Regions from separate parts of the Mus musculus genome. Here regions 1 and 2 are each linked to region 3. A link is a contact called in public Hi-C and HiChIP or PLAC-seq data. All regions are on one chromosome and are shown on one strand. The core of a region is the stretch at or near the end of the contact, and the rest is flanking DNA. Distances in the headings are between cores, read along the strand shown. Region 1 has its middle 37 kb from the start of Gm51552. Region 2 overlaps Gm31037 (a long non-coding RNA gene). Region 3 has its middle 74 kb from the start of Gm31225.

What was found. Hi-C and Micro-C count contacts between places; a contact is called where the count stands out from the background. HiChIP or PLAC-seq counts read pairs in DNA pulled down with a chosen protein or histone mark.
Region 1: an HNF4G HiChIP or PLAC-seq map of pancreatic cancer cells shows a contact between it and region 3. The contact joins two enhancer-like sites. A contact is called at or near these places in 5 of 115 datasets of contacts at active chromatin or transcription factors (SST interneurons, astrocytes, pancreatic cancer cells and 2 more).
Region 2: a contact with region 3 is called in a Hi-C map of uterus, with 4 times the contacts expected there. The contact joins two enhancer-like sites. A contact is called at or near these places in 6 of 484 Hi-C or Micro-C datasets (adipose-derived mesenchymal stem cells and uterus).

The regions. Positions count from the first base shown.
Region 1 is chr8:115,754,831-115,758,771 of GRCm38.p6, forward strand. No RefSeq gene overlaps it. Among named protein-coding and RNA genes, the nearest start is that of Gm51552, 37 kb to the left of the region's middle. Within about 2 kb of position 2,206, at least 32 of the 459 cell types and tissues checked have an H3K27ac peak or open chromatin away from gene starts, as enhancers often do. A contact at or near this core is called in pancreatic cancer cells, where this site is marked.
Region 2 is chr8:115,858,192-115,862,085 of GRCm38.p6, forward strand. The region is part of intron 1 of Gm31037 (a long non-coding RNA gene); the gene reads left to right. Among named protein-coding and RNA genes, the nearest start is that of Gm31037, 3.9 kb to the left of the region's middle. Within about 2 kb of position 1,395, at least 5 of the 459 cell types and tissues checked have an H3K27ac peak or open chromatin away from gene starts, as enhancers often do. A contact at or near this core is called in uterus, where this site is marked.
Region 3 is chr8:116,114,672-116,118,294 of GRCm38.p6, forward strand. No RefSeq gene overlaps it. Among named protein-coding and RNA genes, the nearest start is that of Gm31225, 74 kb to the right of the region's middle. Within about 2 kb of position 2,125, at least 61 of the 459 cell types and tissues checked have an H3K27ac peak or open chromatin away from gene starts, as enhancers often do. A contact at or near this core is called in pancreatic cancer cells and uterus, where this site is marked.

The DNA.
Region 1 (3,941 bases), core at 956-3,455, 360 kb before region 3:
AGGACACTCTTTCGCAATCAGCCTTGGTATCCCATCGGCAAACATGTTTTCCACCCAACAGTTAAGCTAGGGGTCACTTCCTGAGACAGTACTGGCTTTCTGTGCAGGAATGAGAAAGATAAAGAGGGCAGAGGTCCTAGGAGGCCCTGCTCCTCCTTCATGGTAACAATTAGCTAGACATCCAAGAAAGCATTAGCTTTGGAATCCCATGTAAACCTCAAGGGGCTGACATTTTTTCCTCTCTCCCTCTCCCCCACCACTCCCATCCCCCCTCCCTCTGCCTCCCTCTCCTTTCCTCCTCCCTCTCCCCCTCCCTCTCCTTCCTGCTTCCCTGCCCCCTCTCTCTGGTGTATGGATTTGTGTGTCCAGGTGCAAACATATGTATGTGTGCCTGTGAAGGCAAAGGGAGTTGGTCAGGTGTCTTACTCTACCATGTTCTACCTTATTCTCTTGAGATAGTCTTTCTTTCACTGGACCCGAAGTTCAGTATTTTGGGCTGTGCTGACTGCTTAGTGAATTCCTAGATTTGGCTGTCTCATTCCTTCTATGATGGTATTATAGGCACTCATGCCCAGATTTTTTTCTTAATTGTGTGTGTGTGTGTGTATATATGAATATATGAGAATATATATGTATATATATATATATATATATATGTATATGTAAAACAGGCATCCAAGGAATAATAATACAATTCAATACAATACAATACAATACAATACAATACAATACAATACAATACAATACAATGTGGAGAAAACAAAACCAACCAAATTGGAATAGGACAAAAGATAGAAACAGAGGAAAAAGCATTAGAAAATCATATAGATGCATAGACACACATATTCACACATGCAAAAATTCCATTAAAAACACAAAATTAGAAGCTGTAAGATATATTTTCAGAGAAATGGAGGAGGAGAGGGCCGCATCTTTTTTTCAGGATTATCCTGTCCCCTGTTCTTACACTACATGACATTTGTCCCAACAGGTCTGTGATTCCAGTGGCAATGATCCTTCTACACCTGTGAGGAGAATGATGTTTCAAGGGGTTAAGCAAAGTACACATGATTTCCCAGCCCATAGCTGGAAGGGACAGGATGCAGAGGGAGAACTCTCCCATGTGTTGAATAGACATTGGTTCACGGCTGCTTATTATTGGCTGATCCTGTGCCTTGACCTTGGCCATTCCCACATAGACTTGTTTCATCTTCAGAGACCTTCAGCTTATGGAAAAGGAGTTTGGGGTGCAGTGAGGTCCTGCAATGTGTTCAAAGCAAACAGCTCCCTGAAGACACTGTAGGGAACTCCCAATTCTGAAGTCCCATTGGTTGCAAGTCTGTTTATTTGGCTCAGTATGGCAGCGGTTCATCTGTCCTCAGACCAGGTCCAGGAGGAATGGCTGCCAAGGAACTCACACAATTGCATCATACATTTCTGACTGTAGTCAACCATCTGTTACGGCATGAGGAGATTACCACATTAGGATAGAGGCTGGGGGCAGGATGGCTTTCTGAGTTGCTTATAGGTAGTGATTTTTCCCTATGATGAATTAGAAAGAGAAATCTTTGATGAGTTGGTAGTTTGGTCCAACAAGAGCTGAGGTATAATGCTTTGAACTAGAACACGTGGGAAGCAGGATTTACTTCCAAATATGTGTGTTGTCTAGGCTCAAGTATGTCTAAATAAGGATGGGTTCCTTATTCATATGCATTGCCTGTTTTTGTGTATATGTGTTCATAACACTGTGTAGAAGGGGTGGGCTGGTTTGGGGAAGGGACAGGGAACTCCCCGCTGTGATGGATTCTTCTAGGTCTCTTATGCAGGTGAAGCAAACTTCTGTGGGTCCCCTGGAACCACCAGGGTGGTTACTCATTCTTCTGGACTACCTGGCTCCGCTTCCAAATTCTGATTCAGATGATTTGTCGTAGACTCCAGAAACATGCATTTTCACAAGCTCCCCAGGGAGTCCTGATGTTCATGATATTTGGACCATACCTGGAGAATTTCAAGTTTCGAAAACATCAAAGATTGATTGACATATGTCAAACTTAAACATCTATCTCCACATGGTCCAATTTCATGCCCCCACCTTTTTTTTATGGAAGACAAAGAGCGAGAGATCTTTGGGAAGTGCATCTTAGACAGTACCCTCCGCAAGCCCTCTTTCTCCAAAGTCCACAGGAGTCATGAGGTCAACTGTATTTTTAAGGTTCAAATTCCATCTTGCTAAATGCCAAATTCTGGTTTCATACCGCACTGGAATGCAGCTTACATCCCTTAAAAAAAATAAAAAAGGTGTGTGTAGGAGGGGGTGGGATGGAAGACTTACTTGACAGTGTTACAAGGAGACAAGCTGGAAGCAAACATTTGACACTCCAGCCCTGGAATGCTGTAAAAATTTAATTAGGTGGATCCATTAGTCATGCCCACATACGGGTTTCATACAGGGCTTACAAAAATGCAGGCTGCTGAAGGGGCCTTTCAGACCTTCCTGTAAATGCCATTTCCCTCCTTATTGGGAAATGTGTTCTCCCTGGTACTTTGGAGCCAGGCTTTGTATTTGTATTTACAAAACAGAGTTAGGGTGAGATTAACTTTTTTTTTCACTGAAAGGGGCGAGGAGGTCCAAATGGGAGCCCACTTTTAATAAGGGAGTTTGCCCAGCCTGACTGCTTCTGATTCAGCTGGGGAACAGAGGTGATGTTGGGGTCCTGCCTTTGATTGCTTCCTGACTCTACTTTCCAGGTTTCAGGTGGCAGAAAGGAGGTCATGTGGGAGACGGCCTGGAGATGAGCCTGAGTCCTTTGTCTGTAGCTTGTCTTTGCCAAAGGGCCAGGATGCAACAAGTGTGGTTCTGTTTCCAAGTTGAAAAGATACAAGCAGATCCTCAGCTTCCAAACCAGAGTTTAGAAGGGGACTTGGAACTAGAAAGCAGACATTTGTAAAGTTTAAGACCTTCAATGCACATAGCTTGACTTGGAAGCAGACATTTCCTGCTTAGGAACACCCTAGTTTTGAATCTATTTATCCAGTGAGAGAAAGTGGAGGAGAGCTATTGTCAATATAACTAATCTGGCCTTCTTTGAAACCCACATTCCAGGAGCTTTATCCTCATTGGGGTGCTGAGCACCCGGCTGACTGACTGCAAAGGACTTCAGAACAATATTGTTTAGGGGGCAATGTCACCTGCAGATGGGTGGAGAACATGTCCTCCTCTGTGCCTATTCCTCTAATTTTTTTCATGTTATTCTTTCAAAAGACATGCATTTCTTAGCATTCTCAATTAAGATGCAGATTTTAATAAGTCACTGTTCCTGCAGGAGAGGAGGCCAGTGTCTCACAGGGAACAGGGCTTTCTAAGCAAATAACCACAGTGGACTTTGATACTAGTTATAGCATTTGTGAGTGGATAGGCAAAACATCAAGTGACTTAGGTCTGAGAGGGAGAAGGAGAGGGAGAGGGAGAAGGAGAGGGAGAGGGAGAGGCAGAGGGAGAGGGAGAGGGAGGGGGAGAGGGAGGGGGAGGGGAGGGGGAGGGGGAGGGGGAGAGAGAGAGAGAGAGAACGGTCACCCAGTTTGTGGTACTATACTGTTTGGGGAGGCTTAGGCTTTGGCTGTATGGCCTTCTTGTGTCACTGGAAGTGGCCTTGACAGTTCAAAAATTTTTGCCAACAGTTTACTCTCTGCTTCCTGTTTGTGGCTCCTGTTTGTGGCTCCTGATGTGAGCTCTCAGCATCCTGCTCCAGCCTATGACAGCTGCTTGCTGCCATGTTGGACTCTTACTTCCGTGGAACCAGGAGCCCAAGTAAACCCTTCTGTCTATAAATTGACTTGGTCATGGTGTTTTATCACAGCAAGGGAAATGTAACTAACACACACACACAAAACACACATATATGTATATGCAATTTTTTAAAAATAGTTTTTGGTCTTTGAGA
Region 2 (3,894 bases), core at 145-2,644, 260 kb before region 3:
GGGGAGAGAGAGAGAGAAGAAAGAAAGGAGGTAGGGAAGGAAGGAAGAAAGGAAAAGAGGAAGAGAGGAGAGAAAGAAGGAAGAAAAGAGGAGTAGAAAGAAAGGAAAGAAGGGATGGAGGGAGGAAGTGAGGAAAAAGTAAAAGGAAAGAGAGAACAAAAGAGGAAGGAGGAAGAGGAAAATGAGGGAGACAGTAAAAAAGGAGGAAAAGGAGGGGATAAGGAGATAAAGTAGAGAAGGGAGGGAAATAAGGAAGGGAGAAACGGAGGCTAGAAATGGAGGAAAGAGAAAGAAAGAAAGAGAGAGAGAGAGAAAGAAAGAAAGAAAGAAAGAGAGAGAGAGAGAGAGAAAGGGAGAAAGAAAGAAGGGGAGAGCCTGGCAGTGGTGGCACATGCCTTTAATCCCAGCACTCGGGAGGCTGAGGCAGGTGGATTTCTGAGTTCGAGGCCAGCCTGGTCTACAGAGTGAGTTCCAGGACCATCAGGGCTACACAGAGAAACTGTGACTTGAAAAACCAAAACCAAAACAACAACAAAAAGAAAAAAGAAAAGGAAAGGAAAGGAAAAGAAAAAGAAAAAAAAAGAAAAAGAAAAAGGAAAAGGAAAAGAAAAAGAAAAAGAAAAAGAAAAAGAAAGGGGTGGGGGGAGAAAGAAAGGAAGAAAGGGAAGGAGGCTCATTTGAGGCTATTTTGGCTGCCTGTCTAGACACAATGATGTGAGCATTCAGAGCTGCCTGGAGCCATACATGACAGAACCAGGGGCTAGATGTCTGGCATCTGCTCAGCTGAGGAGTAAGTAGAACAATGCCACAGAAAGAACTGAGGCCTAAAGACCTTCCCAGCAACCCCAGGGAAGGAAAGAAGTCATACAATAGCGCGTACAGCCTGGAAGAGCTACTCAGAGGGTCAACGTTTCTGTCAGCGGTCTCTCTCCACTTGTGGTCAACCAGAAATCTATTTTTCAAAATTCCTATCTATCTCTCTTCTATTACATGGTGTAAAGAACACCAAACATCACCACAAAGTGTGGTTATTTTTTTTTTTAATCTTTAATGCTAAGCTTCACAATGCACATGACATTAACTGTTGGGGGCAGCAGCAGTTTCCAAGAAGTTGATGGTCACCCCCAAAGTAGCAGAAGCTGGAGTTCAAGGGAAGGTCCTCGTGACCTCTTATTGGGAGAGATGCCATAGATACTGACGATGTTGTAAACAGACAAGACAAACTACAACATTAAAATACTCAGCAGATCTGGACGGGAAAGGCAGATCAAGTGTCCCATGAGAGAACGTTACAGGCTTGCGAGGTGGATTTGCCATTCGACTACCTCTCTCATGGGTCCAACTGAGCTAGCACAGTGCGCTCAGGCCCATGTTTATCTGGAGCAGCAGAAGAAAGGCAGCTGGTCTGAATTAAGTTCTGCCTTCTGAGGCCCTTGTGCATAGAGTGGGAGTCAGGGGTGGGGACAGCATGGGCGGCAAGCCCAGGACTTGTGGAGATGGGGCATATGGCCACAGTGCGTCATTATAGAGCGGGGTCACAATGTGTTGGCAAAGCCACTGAACTTAAACAATAATAGTGTGAGACACATCAAGAATAAAGCTCAGGCTTAGGGATTGCTGGTAGATCTTGAAGAATATAGAAAAATCAAATCTTGGAATAATTTTCATGGCTTTGGAGCACAGAATGCTATCATCCTGTCTGAGGAAAACATTGAGCATGGCCCTTTATATGCATCTATAGACCAAGATGGGTCCTAGGCAAATGAGCTGAGAGAATCTATGAAGTGGAATATGAGTACTAGAAATTTGTGAACTTCAACAGTGGTTTTGTCTGAGCCCCAGCCATTTCTGTAGTTAATCATCCAGGAAAGCAGGGACTGGCACTCTCGCTTCTATCCAGCGACACTGAGATGCTGAGCCTGTGAACCGCTTTTATCCTTGTTAATAGGAACAAGTGCCTATTTAAAGGTCTGAACCAGAGGTAGGTGATCAGACCAGTGATGATCTGACCTTGGGGAGACAGTATCAAAGAAACCGAATTCTACTCTAAACCCATAAGTTGATCATCTTCAAAAAGAACACGCAGTGGCTCAGACGCTGACGATCATCCGGTGGCAGATAACAGCGTTCTGACAACCTTCTTAGGAGTGATGTGTAAAAAAAAAAGTTAAAGATGGGGGAGGACAGTAGTCTATCATCCTGGGATAGTGTTCATGACAGAGAGGGGAAGTTGACCTTAGACTTGGATGCAAAGAATATAGCTTAATCCAATGGTAACCATAGACAAGGACTATGGAACTCAGGCACTCACTGAGACCATATCCTGAAAAGAGAGGCTTTTCAACCCACAGGAAAGAGTGCACATCAAGAGTGCTCTGTGATGATCTCACCAGAAAGAGGATCAGATTTAGCTGTCAATGTTAGATTCTGGATTTATTTTATTGGGACCCCAAATACAGATGCATCTTTCTAAAACCCAAATTAAACTGGACAACCAACTTCAGTAACACATATCAAGTACATGAAGAATTGTGAGAATTGTGTTCATGTGTGGATATTCATGTGCTCTCTCTCTCTCTCTCTCTCTCTCTCTCTGTGTGTGTGTGTGTGTGTGTGTGTGTGTGTCTTTGTCTGTGTCTGTGTCTGTGTCTGTGTCTGTGTCTGTGTCTGTGTAACTACATGTACATGTATGTGTATGGTGCTCTGAGGCCAACCTTGTGTATTCAACTTCTAGAGCTGTCCCTCTTGATTTTTTTTCTGAGATAATGTTTCTCCTTAGAATTAAGGAACCATCTTGGGGAGAAGACGTTGAAGGGCAGGGGGCCATCTTTCAAAACTGACCCCAACCTCTAGCATTGTCATCTTAATATCAACCTAAAGAGGGTAGACTGAGTTCCCGAGAAAGCCTAGGAGAATGGAACTGATAGCATAGCCAGGGAGGATGCTGCAGAAATTATCATATGCTAATACGAAAGGGTGGGCTGAGGCTGCCAAGACAGAGGAGAGCATCCTCCTACTCAGTCTCTAGCTTGGGGTCTCAGATAGACTTACAGTTAGTGTAACAATGATGGTGGTATAAATAACAATATATAGCAGCAGTATCCTCTCTATAACAACAACAATTCAGAGAGGGGGTCCGAGAAAGAGACAGAGACAGAGACAGAGACAGAGACAGAGACAGAGACAGAGAGAAGCCTGCAGGTCACAATCTTCTTAACAATTCACACTGCCTCTCCCTCAAATTCCCTCTTGGGCTTCTGCAGTGACTCCTGAACCAATGAGTCATTTCAATCGGAATGTTAATGTGTTTGACATGTGTCAACATCACCCTAAAAAAAATATTGGGTTGCTTGACTGGCACACATAGCACAGAGGAACCTGACAATGTGCGTGTTTGTCTGGGCCTTACATTTACAAGCCTTGTACAAATCCAGGGGCTCACGCAATCCTTACATCAGCCCAGTGAGGTAGCCATACAACACCCACATACCTGCTGCCCTCTCTTTAGTTTGAAACAGGCTCTTAGTAGACAAGGCCTTCTCTTCTTGAATCAGAAAACACTTATGGAAACTTTGGTACAGGGTGAATGCCACTAAACTGAAACCCTTGAGACCAGAAGTACTCTGGATTCTCCTCAGATTTCAAAGTGCTCACTTATGGATAAGAAACCATCTCAGGGAAGAGGAACCAAGATGAGACTCACTGATATTTCATAAACAACTTTGACACATCCCTCTTGGATGCAACCTTGGGCAGTGTTTCTCATATGCCTGTCTTTTGATTGTAAGCCATCCTATTCTCCACTTGTAGCATCATGTCAATGTTCAGAAAGCTTTAAGTATTAAAATGTTTCAGATTTAGGTGATTAATGCTAATTTCTCATAGGCTCAGAAT
Region 3 (3,623 bases), core at 875-3,374:
CGCCAAGAGGCCCACAGCTTCCTTGGCTGGCTGCCTAAAGGCTTTGGTGTCCAAGGATTCTGTCCTGGGATAGCAGACAGCATGGGGCTTGCTCTCATGGGCTGAAAATTGTACTCTGCCTTAGCCAGAACCTGGCCCTGAGATGGCTGGCTTGTCTCAAGGATAACTGGGCAGAGAAGGAAGATGGAGGAGGCTGTGCAGATTGCTTGCACTACCACCGGAGCACCATCCAGAGCCCATTCTGGTGTGGAGCTTGCATGTTACCCTGCCCTCTAACACAGACTGCCTTGGCCTCAGTTTCCCTGTGTGATGGAGGAGAGGGAATCTCAGTACTAAAGATATCAAGGGTCCCTAGAAGAAAAAGATAAAACTTCTCATTCACTTCACAAGTATTTATGGAGTGCCTATAATGACCTTGAGATATTCCTCTTGGAGTTTACTCAGGTTAAGATTGTAGACGTAGTAAGAGTGTTCCCAAGAGAAAACAATGAGAGCAATAACCACTTTAAAAGCACTGCACATAAATTGATAAGCACAGAGGCTGGCACATAGCCAGGGCACAGTTAGCTATGATTAGTTGAACATCTATTGCTCCACAGCGCTGCCATAGAACTGTCATCCTCCCCTGTCCTCCACCTTGACAATGTCAGTAAGCAATCCACATTCTGACTCTTCTTTAATAAGTGAGGATTGTGGACTCAGAAGATGGAAACAGGCTCACCTTTGGGTAACTAGTGAATAAGAGAGTCAGCTATGGAATGGAAGCCTATAAGGGATTCTCTCAGGCTTTTAAGTGACGTGTCTGTCTATTCAACTGTACATCTTAGGCAGTTCTGAATGAGTTGGGGCAAGGTGTGTGTGTGTGTGTGTGTGTGTGTGTGTGTGTGTGTGTGTGTGTGTGTATGTGTGTGTATGTGTGTGTGTGTGTATGTGTGTGTGTGTCTGTGTGTGTATGTGTGTGTGTGTGTCTGTGTGTGTGTGTGTGTGTGTGTGTGTGTGTGTGTGTGTGTGTGTTCGTGTATGCAACATGAACATAGTCTCTAAAAATACTAAGAGTTCAGACCTGCCAGAGGGAAGGAAGGCAGGCCCCTCTCATTCCTAACTCTGAACCCCAACACTGGGATTTGCATAGTGAGTTTAAAAAGAAGGCCATGCAGAGAAGAACATTGTGAGCCACGATCAGGCAGTAGGGCGCATCGGGAGCCAAATCTGGATCCTTGATGGAACCTAAGCCAAGTGACTGGTTGGGGTTGCTAGGTTATGGAGTACTGGCAGAGAGGGGAGGCTCGTGATGAGGAGGGAATGTACCAGTGGGCTCCTTGGTTATGGCTAAAATCCCAAATTGGTGACTGTCGGGTCTTGGCATCGGCAGCCCTGACTATGTAAAGCTGTTATCACCGTGTTTGCGTTTATTAAAGCCTGTAATTATTATCCTGACTCACGGAGCGCGTGTGCGTCCTCTAAGCCTGGGTCCGCGCATCCTCCTAAGTCACATTTGATCAGCCTGAATGGGGGCCAAGCTTCTTTGGCTAATATTGACGTTGGCAGGGGGCCAGCTGTCCGGGGTTAGAGGAGCTGAAAAGCCTGTTCTCCTTCTCACTTGGTTTTGTCAGGCTTTTCAAAACGTAACTGTTTTGGATCACCCCGCAGTTAAAACTGCATCCAAACCCTGCCCCCCTCCCTTGCCTCTTCTTCCCAGATCCCCTCTAAGCCCCATTGTAGGTGACTTTTATTTTCCAAAATGATTTCCCTTATGCCAGATTTGCTCTTGGATTAGACTGGAAATTCAGAGAGAGAGAGAGAGAGAGAGAGAGAGAGAGAGAACAAAAACAAAAACAGTTACTTTTTCCCTTCCTTTTTGTTCCTCCCAACCCCCCGTAAGTTTGAGATTGTTGTCCTAAAGGGGTAAAACACACACAAAGTAAAAGAACTGGATAAAACAAAAAAAGAGTGAAGAAAATATTAAAAAAGAAAAGGAAATAATTCTGGCATACAGATAGCATGAGAATGAGTCCCTTTCTAAAGGCTTAGGGAATGTATCCCATGTCTCTTTGTCCATGTGTTCTGTCCACGTTGCTAATTACACTTCATTAACAGCAGTCACCAGAGTGTGACATCATGGGTAGTGTCTCCCTGACAACCAGCATCCCGAGTCTTAGATATCCAGCTCCTTCAGTGGCTCACACCATGGTAGTTTGCTCCTCGTGTTCTCAGGTTCCTCATTCCTAACAATACGCTTGGCTGTCCTTGGCGAGCCTCCTGTCTCCTTCCAGGGCTCGCCATCCACGTGACAATTACAGAGTCATCCTCATTTGCTCCTCTCTTTCCCTATCTATCCACTCTTTTAATCTCCCCTCCCCCCTCTCTCCTCGAGTGCCTGTGTGTGTGTGTGTGTGTGGGGGGGGGGGGGTCAGAGGAACATCTCAGGTGTCAGTGCTTTTGCCTTTGCCTTGTTGGAGGCAGGTTCTCTTGCTCACCATCACTATTGCCTACCAGCTTCTAGAAATCCTCCTGCCTCTGCCTCCTATCCCAACACAAAAGACCTGGAATTACAAGCGCACACTATCACATCCATCTTTATGTGGTCTCCCAACCTAGGTCCTTATGCTTACCAACAAGTGGTTTATCCCTGGACCATCTCCTCAGCCCTGTCAATAACACCTTTATCCATCTTTTCTTGATAACACGCTCAGTGCTCATCACTGTAACATTGTGTCAGGCTCCCCTCTATACCTCCTAATTCATTTCTAGCAGAGAATCATTTCTGACCATGGCAGCCTCTTCTTTATGAGCCTTGAGTGATTCCTCCATTCCCTCAAAAGAAAGTCTAAAATGAGCTCAAGGCTATTTCTTCACTTACTGATTTGTTTTTACCTTTTGGAAATTTTATTTATGTATTTATTTAATTATCTGAATCTTTATTTATTTACATAGTCTTTCTGTGTAGCCTAGGAGATGTCCATCAACAGACAAATGGACAAAGAAGAGACAATACCTCTATTCAATGGAATCTTGTGTGTGTGTGTGTGTGTGTGTGTGTGTGTGTGTGTGTGTATGTATATGTATATATATATATACACACACACACATATATGTATACACATATATGTATACACACACACACGTGTTGTGTGTGTGTGTGTGTGTGTGTGTGTGTGTGTGTGTGTGTGTGTGTGTGTGTGTATTTGACACTTGGATAAAAATGGATGCAACTGGAAACATCAGGTTAAATGAAATAAGTCAAAGCGCATAACAAGAAGAACCCATGCTTTCTCTTTTATACAGAAGCTAGATTTAAAAGTGTACATATTTATACATGCATAAAAATAAAGAGAGGATAATGAGAGACAGAGACAGAAAGGAAAAAGTGAGTGGTCATTTCAAATAGCTCTCCTGATGGGGAGTGCAAAGACCTGGATGGAAACCAAGTCTGAGTCACCCTTGGGTCTCTCATTTACCACTGCTCAATACTAATCTTGACTCCCATGATCCTTCGCCCTGAGAAGGGATCATCTTAGCATCCCTTGCTGATTAGGAAATCTCTCCCAGGACTCAGGACTCATTTCTCCGTGCAACTTCTTCTCTCCAGTGTTTAGAAACCCAGCAGGAGGAAAGGACTGTAG